Regions from separate parts of the Rattus norvegicus genome. Here region 2 is linked to region 1. The links are chromatin contacts, called in public Hi-C maps. All regions are on one chromosome and are shown on one strand. Each heading gives the region's core, a stretch centred on a gene start, on an enhancer-like site or on the middle of the called end of the contact. The rest is flanking DNA. Distances are from core to core; before and after follow the strand shown.

Region 1 (6,627 bases), core at 2,478-4,977:
GTCCAGCTTCTCCTCTCCTAGGGGCCTCTTGGATGAGGCCTCCTGGGAGATGGACACAGAGAAACCCCCGCTCTGCTGTTAGGTTATCCTGCAACCTAGTTGACAGGAGCATGGGAGAGACTGAAGGAAGATAAAGGCAGAGTGGATAGCTTCGAATACTTAGAAACATTGACATTTTGTTTTTACTAGAGAAAATTAACTTTACTTTGAAGGCCCAACCTTTTCTTAAGAAGTCATATGCCACTTAATACACAACCACTGGAAAAGCTAAGTTATAACTCCTGGGTAAGGCTCAAGAATGCCCTTTGAATCCTGTGCACACACAGCTCCTAACTCAATCCTGGCTGAGTATGCAGGGCCCCTGTGAGTTACCAGGAAATCTCGTGTTCTCTCTTTAAAGGAATTCTTGGAATTCCTCTGGGCCACTCCAGGTCCCGGGAACAGATGAGGACTGGACTGATTAATGGAAAAGGGCTCCAGGCCAGCAGAGAGAGTGAAGAAAGCTTGGTGGGAGGGGAGAGGGGATGGCCATGACTCTCCCCAGGCTCCTTGTCCCAGGACTGTGTTGCTAAGTTCAGCCTGAGTTACAGACAGGGCACAGATGAGCTATGGCTCTTGCCTTGTTTTAGAAACCGGGCCCTTTAAGTCACCACACACAGTGGTGCTTGCCTTGTGGGATTTCCATGCACACTTTATCTTTGTGGATGATCTCCCTTCTGTTCCCTCTCCTGGCCCCATCTTCCTCCTGGCAACATCTCTCCTACATCCATGTCACTCCCCCCCTGTGTGAGACCTCCTGTCCCCTTCTCATGGTCTCTTTTATGGTTTCATGATCTACACTACATGCCACACGCTACATGCACATACAGGAGGTGTTGCCGTCTGCACCATGACATATGACACCCCGACTGCAACCTCTTTTCATCTGGTAAACGTCAGTGTGACCTCAGATACAGAGTTGTATAAAGGTGGGTGTGAAAATCAAACACTAACAAGAAGTCATAGTGGGATCTGTTCCAACGCAAGTCTTTGTTACCTCTTACCGTTTATTAAAGGTGAGAAAGCACATTTTCGTAATAACGAGACGGATTTGCCTGTTTGTTTTCACATAAAGAATTAAAAGTTGGCTGAATATTTGACAGGGTCTCACTGTGTAGGTCCATCTGGCTTGGAACTTGCTATGTAGACCAGGCTGGCCTCAAATTCATAGAGATCTTGTTGCCTCAATCTCCCAAGTGCTGGGATTAAAGTTGTGGTCACTACGCCCAGACACATAAAGCATTTAGAAGCTTTTCTGAGTTCATGGATACTTCCTGTTTGCAAACAACAATGCTCCCAACACTATTTCTCATAAATGTGTAACATGATAAGGGAGAGGTACGTTAGGACCACCTAACAATTACTAGAAAATCTGCCCTAATCTCACGCCAAAATTCACTGAGCAAATTTCTTCATGAAACTCAAGTCAACAACATAAACAGAAATTATGTTTAAAAAAAATCAAATATTCTAATCCAATCCAATCCAAAGGTCTACCAACCCAATACTTACATGACAGCAGGAAGATATAAAAAGCATTCACTTCCCATAATTAAAACGTTATGTTTGTTTAAAAACAGAAAACACAGTCAAAGCATATAACTCACAGCATGGGGTAGAACTGCATCTGAACTGAGGTATTTCAGGAGCATTTGCTGGCCTTGTATGGTGTGATGTCATTTACTACACAAGACACACATGCAGGATCCTTAGATCCAAGGCTTCAGTGAAGTGGATACAGGGGTAGGGATTGTGAGAATCACCTCAGACTTGTGACTTGGATAATCGTGAATTACCGTCTGGGTGTTGCTTGTTCAAAGCTTTTTGCTTTGTCCCCTGTTTGCAAGGGCCATGTTTCCATTTGTGTTTGATTCATGATGCACAGTTTAAGGAGTCGGGCTTGAGAATGCAGGAGTTAAATGGCACTGTGGGCCGGAGAGGCTCTTGTTTGTCTGTTTTCCCAGGGAGAAATCTCTGGGATCAGCAGCCTAAACACATCTTTTTAGACAGATATTTTATTGAGATGAAAAGAAATATGTGTTTAAAGAAATGAGATATCAGTGGGTGTGCGGTGTATATACTCACAAAGTACCACACACAAATCATGTCACATACATGTAGCCACATACATTCGTAGTCATTATCTGTGATCCTTGGGAGTGAATAGGGGAAGAGGTGAGGAGGGAGAGGAAACCTCAGTGTGTGTGTGTGTGTGTGTGTGTGTGTGTGTGTGTATGAGAGAGAGAGAGAGAGAGAGAGAGAGAGAGAGAGAGAGAGAGAGAGAAAGAGATGTGTATCAAAAGAATAAAGAAAGAGATGACCGTCTAGTTATCAGGAAAAATTTCTGTACCAAATATGTCTCAGATGTCTATGATCCCAACCTCATACCATGACCACTATGGTGGAGATCCAATCGCAGTGCTAACCACCACGGCAGAAGAGTGCATCCAAAGTCCGTCTTATTCTTAGAAATGGTCACTAGTATTACAAACACCACATCAAATGAACAACTCTCCATTAACATTTACCCACAGACAGGGCCGTTACCGTTTCTTAGAAACTATTCAGTGCCTTGTATCACCTTTAAAAAAAAACCCCGGGTGGGGTCCAAAGCAAGAATTCATCGTTAGAGTTCCAGGAACCTGGCACCTTCTATGGTAGCTCAGCGCCCCGCGGTCTCAGCACCCCACTGGGTTGTTGAGATATGTGCTGGGTTCTGTTTAGAACCTGTGAAAGGAGACTCGCCCCAGGGTTCCGAGGGCCAGTGGTGGTCTCGAGGGAAGACAAGCAGCAGCCCTGCAAGACCTTACTCCATCTTTAACGGAACCTCACAGCTTGTTAGACATAGAGTTAGACCTGAGGATTCCGTGCGCATGCTCACCAGGGCTAGATTTGAGTAGTCCAGCAGCCCCAGGAAGGACCTCTTGGTTCTCAAGCACCAATGAGCCCAGGGGAAGGCTAGTGCTAGCATGCGGCTGCAAGTGTTTCTCAGGAGCCATCTCACAGATGGCCTGTTCTCCTTCCACTAGTTGGTTGGCTCAAGGACAGACTTTGGCTAGCTCTTTTAAAACCCAAATGCAACCATTTGGGCCCATTTCCACATCTGTTCATCAGTCATTCACAATTTAGTCATTCACATCGTATGCTCGGGCTGTGGGAAGAGAGGGGGACGGACGGAGCACCCGGCCACAGAGTCCACGTTTGCTGTTGCTATTTGATCTTCCAAACTTGAGTCCTGGGCAGAGCCCACTTCCTGTCCCCAATGTTAGCGTAAGAGAAGAAGCTGACGTCGGTGGCCTGTGCAGCAGCGGCAGTAAGATGACTGTGTGGATTTTTAAAACCACGGAAGAAGTGATCAAGTACTGATGTGGGGGAGGCCAAGAGGAGGGGCCTCTGCAGGGCTCTAAAGGAAGAACTGTCCAAGCGGACCAAGAGAAGGGTGTACAAATCTGTACCCAGCTTCCTCACCCCACCCCACCCCCACCCAGTCCACGGAACAATCTTGTTTTCCGACTCCCACTTATGAGCATCATTCTCCCGAAACATTTGTGCAGGACGGAAGCGTTAAACGGAGCTCCTGGGTCGGTAATTAAAGACAATGGTTTCAGTGGATAGAGTCTTGTTTTCATAATCTGCGCTTTGTCTGCACAGAGCCAGCTCTAGGCTGCATCTGCCACCGGCTGGCCTTTGCTCTGTTTACTCTGAAGAATGAGGCGCTGTTCTGTTTGCTTCTCGTTTTCAGTCTGTAAAACTCTGTTCTCTTGGTCCTCTATTCCAGAAAGGAAAATAAAATAAAAGAAAAGAAAAGAACAAGGCTCTTTAAATACCGCAGCAGTGACTACTCACCCATACACACAGCCTCAATATTAGCGGTGGCAGACACTTAGGATGTTCAAGACTCCCAGGTGAAGGCGAGCCTTCCTCTGACAGGTGACCTCGACTGAGAAAACCACTTTCTACTCAGCTGTCAATCATTTGATGTACCTGGCTGCACTGCACCACTGCGTGTGTGTGTGTGTGTGTGTGTGTGTGTCTGTGTGTGTGTCTGTGTGTGTGTTTGTGTGTGTGTTTGTGTGTTTGTGTGTGTGTGTCTGTGTGTGTGTGTGTGTTTGTGTGTGTTTGTGTCTGTGTGTTTGTGTGTGTGTTTGTGTGTGTGTTTGTGTATGTGTTTGTGTATGTGTGTTTGTGTCTGTGTGTTTGTGTGTGTGTTTGTGTGTGTGTGTCTGTGTGTGTGTTTGTGTGTGTTTGTGTGTTTGTGTGTGTGTCTGTGTGTGTCTCTGTGTGTGTTTGTGTGTGTGTCTGTGTGTGTGTGTCTGTGTGTGTTTGTGTGTGTGTTTGTGTATGTGTTTGTGTATGTGTGTTTGTGTGTGTGTGTTTGTGTGTGTGTTTGTGTGTGTGTTTGTGTGTGTGTTTGTGTGTGTGTGTGTCTGTGTGTGTGTTTCAAAAGGTCATTCACCTGTCTCAGGGTTCAAAGGAATTGTTCCCTCCACTGTAGGAGTCACTGTGGTGATATATTAAGACCCGGCTAAGGAAGGTGACTTAGTAATACCGTGAGATAAGAGTGGGAGGAAAGATTAGGAGTATATGCACAGAATCCCAACAATGGAAAAAAAGAAAGGAGGAGGGAGAGGAAGGGGGAGGGGGAGGGGGGAGGGAGGGGGAAGGGAGGAAGAAAAAAAGGAAATAAAAAGACAGACAGACAGACACATTCCTCTGTTGAAAAGTGAGATCGGGATGGGGTGTCTGGCACACTGGCAGAGCACCTACCTTGAATGTGCAAGGCACTGAGCTCCTACTCAGACTCCATTTGAAAACGTGCCACCTCCCTCCCTCTGGGAAAAAAAAAAAGAGAGATACACAGGAACCAAGGGAGCCTGGGCCCAGAAGAAAGTGACCCGGGCAGCTGAGGCCACTGCCTGGCCTATCATCTCCACATCTTCCTCTGACAGCATGCCTCGGCTGCCTGCACAGATCACTGGTGCAGGTCCAAGGAGGCAGTGAGTCAACGCCTGTCTTGTTGCCTGTGTAGACTATGGGCTGTGATGACTCTTCGCTGACCTTAAGGCTTTAGCTGGCTGGCAGAGGGGTGTCTGTGTGTGACGGTGTGTTAACTATCAGCTTGGGAAAATCTGAAATCACCCGAGGATGGGTCTCTAAGCATACCTGTGGGGGATTCCCTTCGCTGTCATCGTCTTGCCCACTGATGTGGGAGGACCCATCAACCGTAGGCAGGACCATTCATTCCCGGGGCACGGGATATGGGTTGTATAAAACACGGAATGGGAGCTGAGGGGAAGGAAGCCTGGGCTCATTCTCCTTCTTGATGGTGGCTACAGTGTGCCCAGCTGCTACAAGCTGCTCCTCCTGCCTTGATTTCCTCATTATGCCCAGCTGCACTTCGAGCTGACACGACGTGAGCCGTGAGCTTGTCACGGTTTGCGTTGTCTTTGTTTTCTATTGCTCCCAGAGACAGGAAATCAAGGGTCCCTCTGAGTGCCGTGTCCGTCTGTCAGTCTGTCTGTCCACCTGTCCATCTGTACACTGTAGGCCTGGGGTACAGAAAAACAACACAGTGTCTCCACAGTGTGTGCCAGTCCAGAAAAAGCCAGGCGTGTGGAGGGTAAGAGAGTCTGCTTAAAAAAAAAAAAAAAATGACAGGCTCTCGCTCCGTAATGACTGTGTTTGAGGAAAGTGCAGCTGACCTGTAATAAGCCGGCATTTAGATAAAGGAAACTGCTGTCTGCTGCCGCATTAAGGTATTTATACTTACGTGGGATTTTTATAATTATACAACGATGGTTCAGGCTGACGTTTGTACTGTTAAAACACTGAAGTTTACGGTTTACATGTTTCAAGCACCTGTATGTTTCCAGGCTACACTTGGGGAACCAGAAAGCCTTCAGATTAACCCCAGCTTACTCAGGACAGGATTCTCAGAGGCGAGTGCTTCCCTGGTGTTACCTTTCTCACAGGTAAAGCTGAGGTGAAAGTTCTCACTGCAGAGACTTGGGAGTGTACCTCAGTGTTCAACAGAGACACAAGCATGCAAAACAGGCTTGCCTCCTCTGGATCCTTCAGCACCCTGTAAGGGCAGGACACCGGAGGGAGTCAAACTCCTTGATGTACCATGCCAGCGGCCATCCCCTGGCTGATTGTCCCAAGGACTCTTTCTGGACCCCGAGGCTGGAGCTACAGCAGTTCTTTACCTCCCAGGCAATGCAGAGGAAAGGGGTACAAGGCAGTCTGCCAGTCCAGCTTCTCCTGTTAGTGACAGGCTCCGACGGACACACTCCTTCCTGTTCACAAACATGCATGGACAGCGGGACTCAAGCCAAACAGAATCTCAGATAAAAGTAGGAATAAACAAAAAACGCTAATTTGGTGAGCTCCAAAATAGAGCCACATTGAAACCTTTTACTGTTGAAACTACAAACAGAACCTTGGATTCAAAAATGCCAGGAAACCGTCCTAGTTTGGGGGAGGGAGGGACGTAAGGGCTTTCCTTCTCCTCCTTCCGAAATCATCAAGTTTGTTATGAAAACAATTGCCTAAGTAAGCTGTATAATCTTATTTAACCTCAGGTCTCTC
Region 2 (6,627 bases), core at 1,263-3,762, 420 kb before region 1:
CAAGTGCTTGGCTCTAACTTCATAGCACGTTTCATGGGGGTCCAAGTCCTTTCTGCATGTGAGAATAATATGCCATCCTCAAAGCATACCGAGAAGCACCAGTGGGTTCGTAGATCGAGAAAGCCCTGCTCCTTTTTGGTAATAAGTTCTTTGCCCCATCTCTTTATTGTCACACTGGAAGGACTCTAGAAGTGGCTGTGTCCCACTGCCGCCATAACAAATCCTTAGCCAGGCCGGCTAGATATTTCCTCCTTACCCTCTGACTACAGCCTAAAGCCCTGCTTAGCTTTGCATGACTTCCTCTAGCCACACCGTATCTGCCCTGGCTCCTCTCAGAGCTTCCTCGGGGCCCACAGGCTTTGGTTAAGGGTCACTTCAACACTGACTCACTAGAGTGAGGCCACTGTCACCATCAGAGGCACAGGTTCTGATATCTGCACCGTGCCTCTGGGATTATATAACAAACTTCCCAGAAGGCAGTGAGTTCGGATCCAAGGACGCTGGCAGTGTTCTCTCGAGGGTCTACAGTCTGACTTGTCACACTAAGCAGTTCTCTGTACAGTGTGATCATGGCTGTCTTTGAAGCTCCGGCCCTTAAAGGCATGGCTCATACATTTCTGGATTTGACAGGAAAGTCTTTGGATCTTCTAACTTAAGTCGCTTACCTCCACAAGGTTTCTCCTCCCTTGAAGCATCTTCTTCCTCTCCTCACAGTTCCCTCCCTGAGGCCTCTTCACATATCCCATGGAGGGGCTTCTGTGAGGAGTCCACACTGCTCAGGTGTAGGAAGCAGGCTATGTTGCCATGGCCCAGCCTAAGAAGTCAGGATGTCCTCAACACCACCCTGTCACCATCTCCCTGAGGCCTCCCACTTGGAAGCCAGTTGGAGAAATGTCTGCCACTGTAGATCTGCTGCTGCAGGTGTCTGTGAAATGGCTGTGCAGTGGTGTTGAGCCAACTGCCTTCCTAGGCAGTGGGGAAAGCTCAGGAGCTGCTGTGGGTCAGCCCTCTAGGGAGTTGGGATGATGCACATGCATTAGGGAACTGGGAAGTTAGCATTTTCTGTTTATAGTACTTGTCTGCTTATGGGAGGTCTGGTATGATACCGTCGTACAAAGACAGCCATGAAGGTAGAGAGTCAACCATACTTTTTTGCCGTTTCCATTACGGTGTGAGCACAAATTAGAACATAGCAAAATGCACCCACTAGCTGTCCTCTTGACTCTGAAGGAATGGATTTCCTATGCCATGTGTGTCCGCATTGAGGCTGAAGATGGGCCAGTTATCTTGCAAAATTATCATCTAAATCCCTCCTCATTTGCAAACATCCAGAACTGGCAAGGCCCTGTCACCCTGGAGAGTAGGTGCCTCCTCCTGATGCAACTGTTACAGTTCCTTTTCTGTGGGCCATCTTCCTCGGTGCATAGCCTGTGTCTTTGGCACCAAGACCTAAAGACAGTTTCCCTTAGTGTTCTCAGGCATTTAGGTCCCCCTCCAGGTGGAAGGGACACAAGCCAGGAGTCTCTTCTGCTCAAAGGACATAAGGGCTGGCTGTGGCAACCAAAGTGGTCCAGGGCAGGGTCACTCGACTGCATCTAGGCCCGGTTTCCGTGGGACACACTGGCTGCTGACTCTTGTATCTCTGTCTTCTGCCTTAGCTCTGACACGGCCCAGACCCCACAGTGATGATTACAGTACCATGAAGAAAATTCCCCCTCGGAAGCCAAAGAGAAGTCCCCACACGAAGCTCAGTGGCTCTTATGAGGAGATCTGGGGACCGAGGCCTTCTGGTACAATGGGCCAGGTGGGCAAACATCATGCCCCAGGGACACTGGGTGTGCAGTGGGCCAGTCCTGACTCCATGCCACAGTGCACACCCCAGCTGCCTCTGCACCTGCCATTGCCACAGGGTGACTATGACGATGACGGCGAGCCTGTGTATATCGAGATGGTAGGGAACGCAGCCAGGGCAGGCGGATCTGAGACTGACAGCCCTGACCAGGGCGAGTCTGTGTATGAGGAGATGAAGTACGTCTTGCCTGAGGAGGGCTGTGGTCCAGGGATGCTCACCTTCCTGCCTGCCTCGCCACCTCTGTTTTTAGAGACCCGAAAAGCCATCATCTTGGAGGCTGGAGAGGGGAGCTGCCAGCCCCTGAAGGACACGTGTGACATCCCCCCACCCTTCCCGAATCTGCTTCCCCATAGGCCGCCGCTCCTGGTCTTTCCTCCCACCCCAGTGACCTGCTCCCCAGCTTCTGATGAGTCTCCACTGACACCCTTGGAGGTAAAGAAACTGCCAGTCTTAGAGACCAACCTCAAGTACCCAGTGCAGTCCGAAGGCTCCAGTCCCTTGTCACCACAGTACTCAAAAGCACAGAAGGGAGAAAATGACCAGCTGACGTCTCCTGGCTTTCCTGTGTTTAATGGGCCCAGCCGAATCTCACCACCTGCCACACCACCGCCACCTCCAGGGCCACCTCCTGCACCCTGTGGGCCACCTTCTGCACCCTGTGGGCCACCTCCTGCACCGTGTGGGCCACCTCCTGTACCCTGTGGGCCACCTCCTGCACCCTGTGGGCCACCTCCTGCACCCTGTGGGGCAGCCCCTGCACCCTGCAGGCCACCCACACACTTTGCCTTTCCACCAGATTCTGTCTTGGTCACTGCAGCTAAAGCACTGACTAACTCTGACCTGCCCAGAACACAGCCAAAGCCCAGTTCAGCCCCAGTACTGGGTCCCTGCAGCCCCTTTGTCAAGGCTCCATATTCACCCGGAAGGACAGCCAGAGCAGACCTCAGGAAGGCCTCATCCACCTTCTCCCCACCGAGCCCTTACAGCCCACCCAACAGCAGGCCGCTGTCCAGCCCTCTGGATGAGCTGGCCAGCCTCTTCAACTCGGGAAGGAGTGTGCTACGCAGGTCTGCAGTGGGACGAAGGATCAGGGAGGCTGAAGGTAAGCAGAAACTCTGTGGAATCCTGGTATGTGTGCATAACGTAAGCCACATTCCCTGTGCATGACCATTCAGAGTAAGTGTTGATCGAGAACCGGGCCTCACATGACCAGCAATAATAAGGTTGGAACACTTTCTGTGACTTCTGAATGGCGCACACTGACATGACTTGACAAATTAGTGCTTGGGCACTTAAAATAGAGCAGAATCAACACTTTCCTTCTCAGTTTTGTTGGTGCTGTTGCTTCTCTATGATAGTTCCTGACAACCTGAACATGGTATCCTTTGCTGGTCTGATGTTGCTGCTTTGTGTAACATAGTATCCTTTGCTCATCTGATGTTGCTGCTTTGTGTAACATAGTATCCTTTGCTCATCTGATGTTGCTGCTTTGTGGTTTTGCCATTATTCACCGTAGATCCCCAGTGTCCTTCTGTCCCGTGTGAATATCACGCTGGCCCATGGTATCTGAGATTGCCATTGGTCCAGTTACGCCTTTGTCCTTAACACTTTGTCACCTGAGTGTGGCCCTGGAAGGTTGTCTTCTTCTCTCACATAGCAAGCCAAGGAAGAGTGAGGCCTGGTCCTGTTTCTGTTTTTTCAGTCACAGCTCAGCTGAAGAGCGTCTGCAGTCTCCGGCCACTCTACCGAGCTGGGGGTTAGGCTGCTGCGCTAGAGGCAGCTGCCAGCAATAAGGAACACCCTGTGTTCTGCAAACAAGGAATGCAGCCAGCAGCACCAGTCCATGAGGATGCTCTGGCAGTCTCTGATGTGGAGCCCACCACATCTGCTTTATTCCTCCATGTTCAGTGTGCTGTGCTTGCAGATCCAACGGTCATAGAGGGAAAATTATATATATATATATATATATATATATATATATATATATATATTGTTCTTTTGCAAAATATCTTCTCAATGCTCTATCTTTTGGAGAAGAAATGAGGCATCGCACTATTCCAAGGGGAAGCAGGGAAGGGTATCAGCCTGAGCCCCACATCCCACTGGGGATGAAGGCAGCTGTACCTGAGCCACTGCAGATAGGAGGCATCTTCCTCAGGGGCAAGCTCAGAAACTGACTCCATGAGTGGAACCCGGAGTATGGTATTCTGTGCGCTCAACTTGCTCCTTCTTCAAGGACTAATACATACATTTTCTAGCTCCCCTGGTTTGATGAAAGCAGGATCCTACATAATAAAATTATAGGAAAAACTGGAAAGCAATATGAAAAAAGTAGGCCAAAGCTCTGGACCTCTGACAAGGAGATGAATATCCACTCCCCAGCCATGCCTCAGAGTGCCTAATTATTTGTTTAACTAACAATTTCTCCTTAATTATAGGCTATTAGTAAATGAAAGCATATTGGTAAGGAGCAGCAGAATGTAATTCTACAAGTCATGTTTTATCCCAACAACCAAAATGGACCAAAAGGAAAGCATTCAATAATTTAAAAAAAAAGCTATTTGAAGCTAGAACTAAAAGTGTATCAGGGTCCCATCAAATATGACTTTCCACAGATCAGAACTGGGTAGCTTCATCTAGATTCCATTCTGTCAAAAAGTAGTGAAGTCCACATAAGTCTAGAGAGAACTTATCACTTAGAAATCTCAAGGAGGTGGCTGGGGAGTGGCTCAACAGTTAAGGGTGCTTGCTGCCTTTTCAGGGGATGTGGGTTCTGTCCCCAAAACCCATACCAGGAAACTCACAGCCACCTGTAATGCCAGCTCCAAGGCATCTAGAGTCCTCTCGTAGCTTCTACAAGCACAGTCGCGCACACACAGATACAAAGATAAATAATAAAATAAATATTTAAGAAACAAAGAGAAGCCTCAAGGCTGCAGAGCAGGTGAGGGGTATCAGGAGGCCTCTAGGCACAGCCTTTAAGTCTGCTCCCCTCCCCTAGGTATTATCAATCACCACTGTGACTGAAGAATTATAGCATATGTATCCGTACTTCACAAAATACATTCTAATCTGAAAAAGGAAAAGAAAAGGGAAGCTGCTTTGAACCGTTTGCAATCGCTGCTGTAATAACAGAAACCTTAGAGATATAAGTCTCAGCTGTTCCCACCCAGATGCAGGAGTTCCCAACGCACACTGAAGGGAATTCTCTCCCGCCTGTGAGAGAAGTGGGCTTGTATGATTGTGTGACGCCGTGCTCTGGTGAGCTAGAGCAGGGTGATCTCCGAGAACGTGGAAGGGTGTGGTAAGATATAGAACGGAAGGATTTAATGCCCCTGCCATGTGCTGGAGCAGCTTACACGATTATTAAGGCTTACAGGGTTTCATCCTGAGGAGAGTAAATCCACTTTCTACTGAGGGATCCCCCCCGGCTGCTATTCACAGTGAGCATAACTCCATCCTCAATCGTCTTCTTTTGAATCTTCACTTTGAAAGACATTTTTATACCCAACGTCGTCGACTGTGTGGCTAATTCGCCCTCCCAGCAGGCAGGCATCGGTGACGGTTCCCATTAATGCCTGGGCATGAAGTGTGGAGACGGGTGTGCGTGATTTGCAGAGTGGCTCACGGTGCTCCTTCTGCGTTTTTAGCAATAGTAACTTGGAGGACACTGAGCTGTCAGTGCATCCCCTGTTGTGGGTATTTTGGACGCAGATGTGTAATGGTAAGCAAGAAATGGTGTATTGGAGTGAGATGGTCACTCTGTCCCAGGTCTGTTCTGCAGACTCACTTCTTCATAGGATTTCATGAGTAGCTCACTTTCTCAAGACATAGTCATGAGACTCTCACAGAGTCTCAATACATAGCCTAAGCTGACCTCCAACTGACGGCAATTCTCCTGCCTCAGCTTCCAGAGTGGTGGAAGAACCAACACGAGCCACCGTTCCAGGCTTCACATTTTTCTTGTGAGATAATCATGTAAATTCTAACAGTATAGAACTTCAAGTTGGGGGTGGGGGGAGGGGAAGGCACATAGACCTGACTAAAAGGATCAGCCAGGCTGGACTAACAGCACCGGGGGCTTCAAGCACCATTTTAACAGCCTGCTGCTCCCACACTCTATTCTGAGGTACCTACTACAAATACGCCCATATTACAGGTGGGAAAACCAAGGCTCAGAGAAACTATAAGCTTGCTCAGAGTTTCGCTGCTTACGCAAAGCCAAGCCTGACAGAGCAGTGGCTCTGTCTAGAATACCTCTTTCCACAGTTCTCAGCTTGATGCTCCCTGAGAAATTATCAGGGGTGGAGGGGTTAAATACATACTTTATTGCTGCTGTGTGACGATACAGTCACAGAGCTTGGGTGAGAAAACTCAAGCGTGTTGAACGTGTACTTTCCGGATTACAGGTAAACGGCCCTGTAAGATTCTAGGGACGGAATTAGAACACTTGGCCACTGAGGTGAGAAAGGACCAAATAATTATTCACCCCCCCCCCGCCCCGTAAGAGCAAAAGTTCTGGCTAACTGACATTTGGTTTCCTTCCTATGGTCTGGGGATCACCATGCTAATTTGTTTCTAGTTGCTTCCTTTGAAAATGTGGGTCCCTATTCAAATGGCAAAGGAGGCTTGTCCAGGACACTAGGAGGCGCCATTGCTCTGAGTGGTAGGTCAGGCCCGGCATGTTTGTCCTAGTGACTCCATACTGAAAGTCAGAGCTCCACTGGAAAGGATCAGGAAGATGGGGTGTGAGGAAAACACAGGGCGTGGTAGAA

Evidence for each region. A called contact is a pair of places that touch in the nucleus more often than the background predicts.
Region 2: a contact with region 1 is called in a Hi-C map of Schwann cells, with 4 times the contacts expected there. The contact joins two enhancer-like sites. A contact is called at or near these places in 3 of 12 Hi-C or Micro-C datasets (the A7r5 cell line, Schwann cells and hepatocytes).

Annotation. Positions count from the first base shown.
Region 1 is chr16:85,230,296-85,236,922 of GRCr8, reverse strand. It overlaps LOC102554173 (a long non-coding RNA gene), which reads right to left. Exons shown (of 2, transcript XR_010058502.1): 1 at 4,807-6,627; 2 at 1-3,808. Among named protein-coding and RNA genes, the nearest start is that of Irs2, 43 kb to the right of the region's middle. Within about 2 kb of position 3,727, at least 35 of the 93 cell types and tissues checked have an H3K27ac peak or open chromatin away from gene starts, as enhancers often do. A contact at or near this core is called in Schwann cells, where this site is marked.
Region 2 is chr16:85,648,451-85,655,077 of GRCr8, reverse strand. Myo16 (myosin XVI) reads left to right here. Exons shown (of 34, transcript NM_138893.2): 31 at 1,659-2,954. Among named protein-coding and RNA genes, the nearest start is that of Myo16, 300 kb to the left of the region's middle. Within about 2 kb of position 2,512, at least 1 of the 93 cell types and tissues checked has an H3K27ac peak or open chromatin away from gene starts, as enhancers often do. A contact at or near this core is called in Schwann cells, where this site is marked.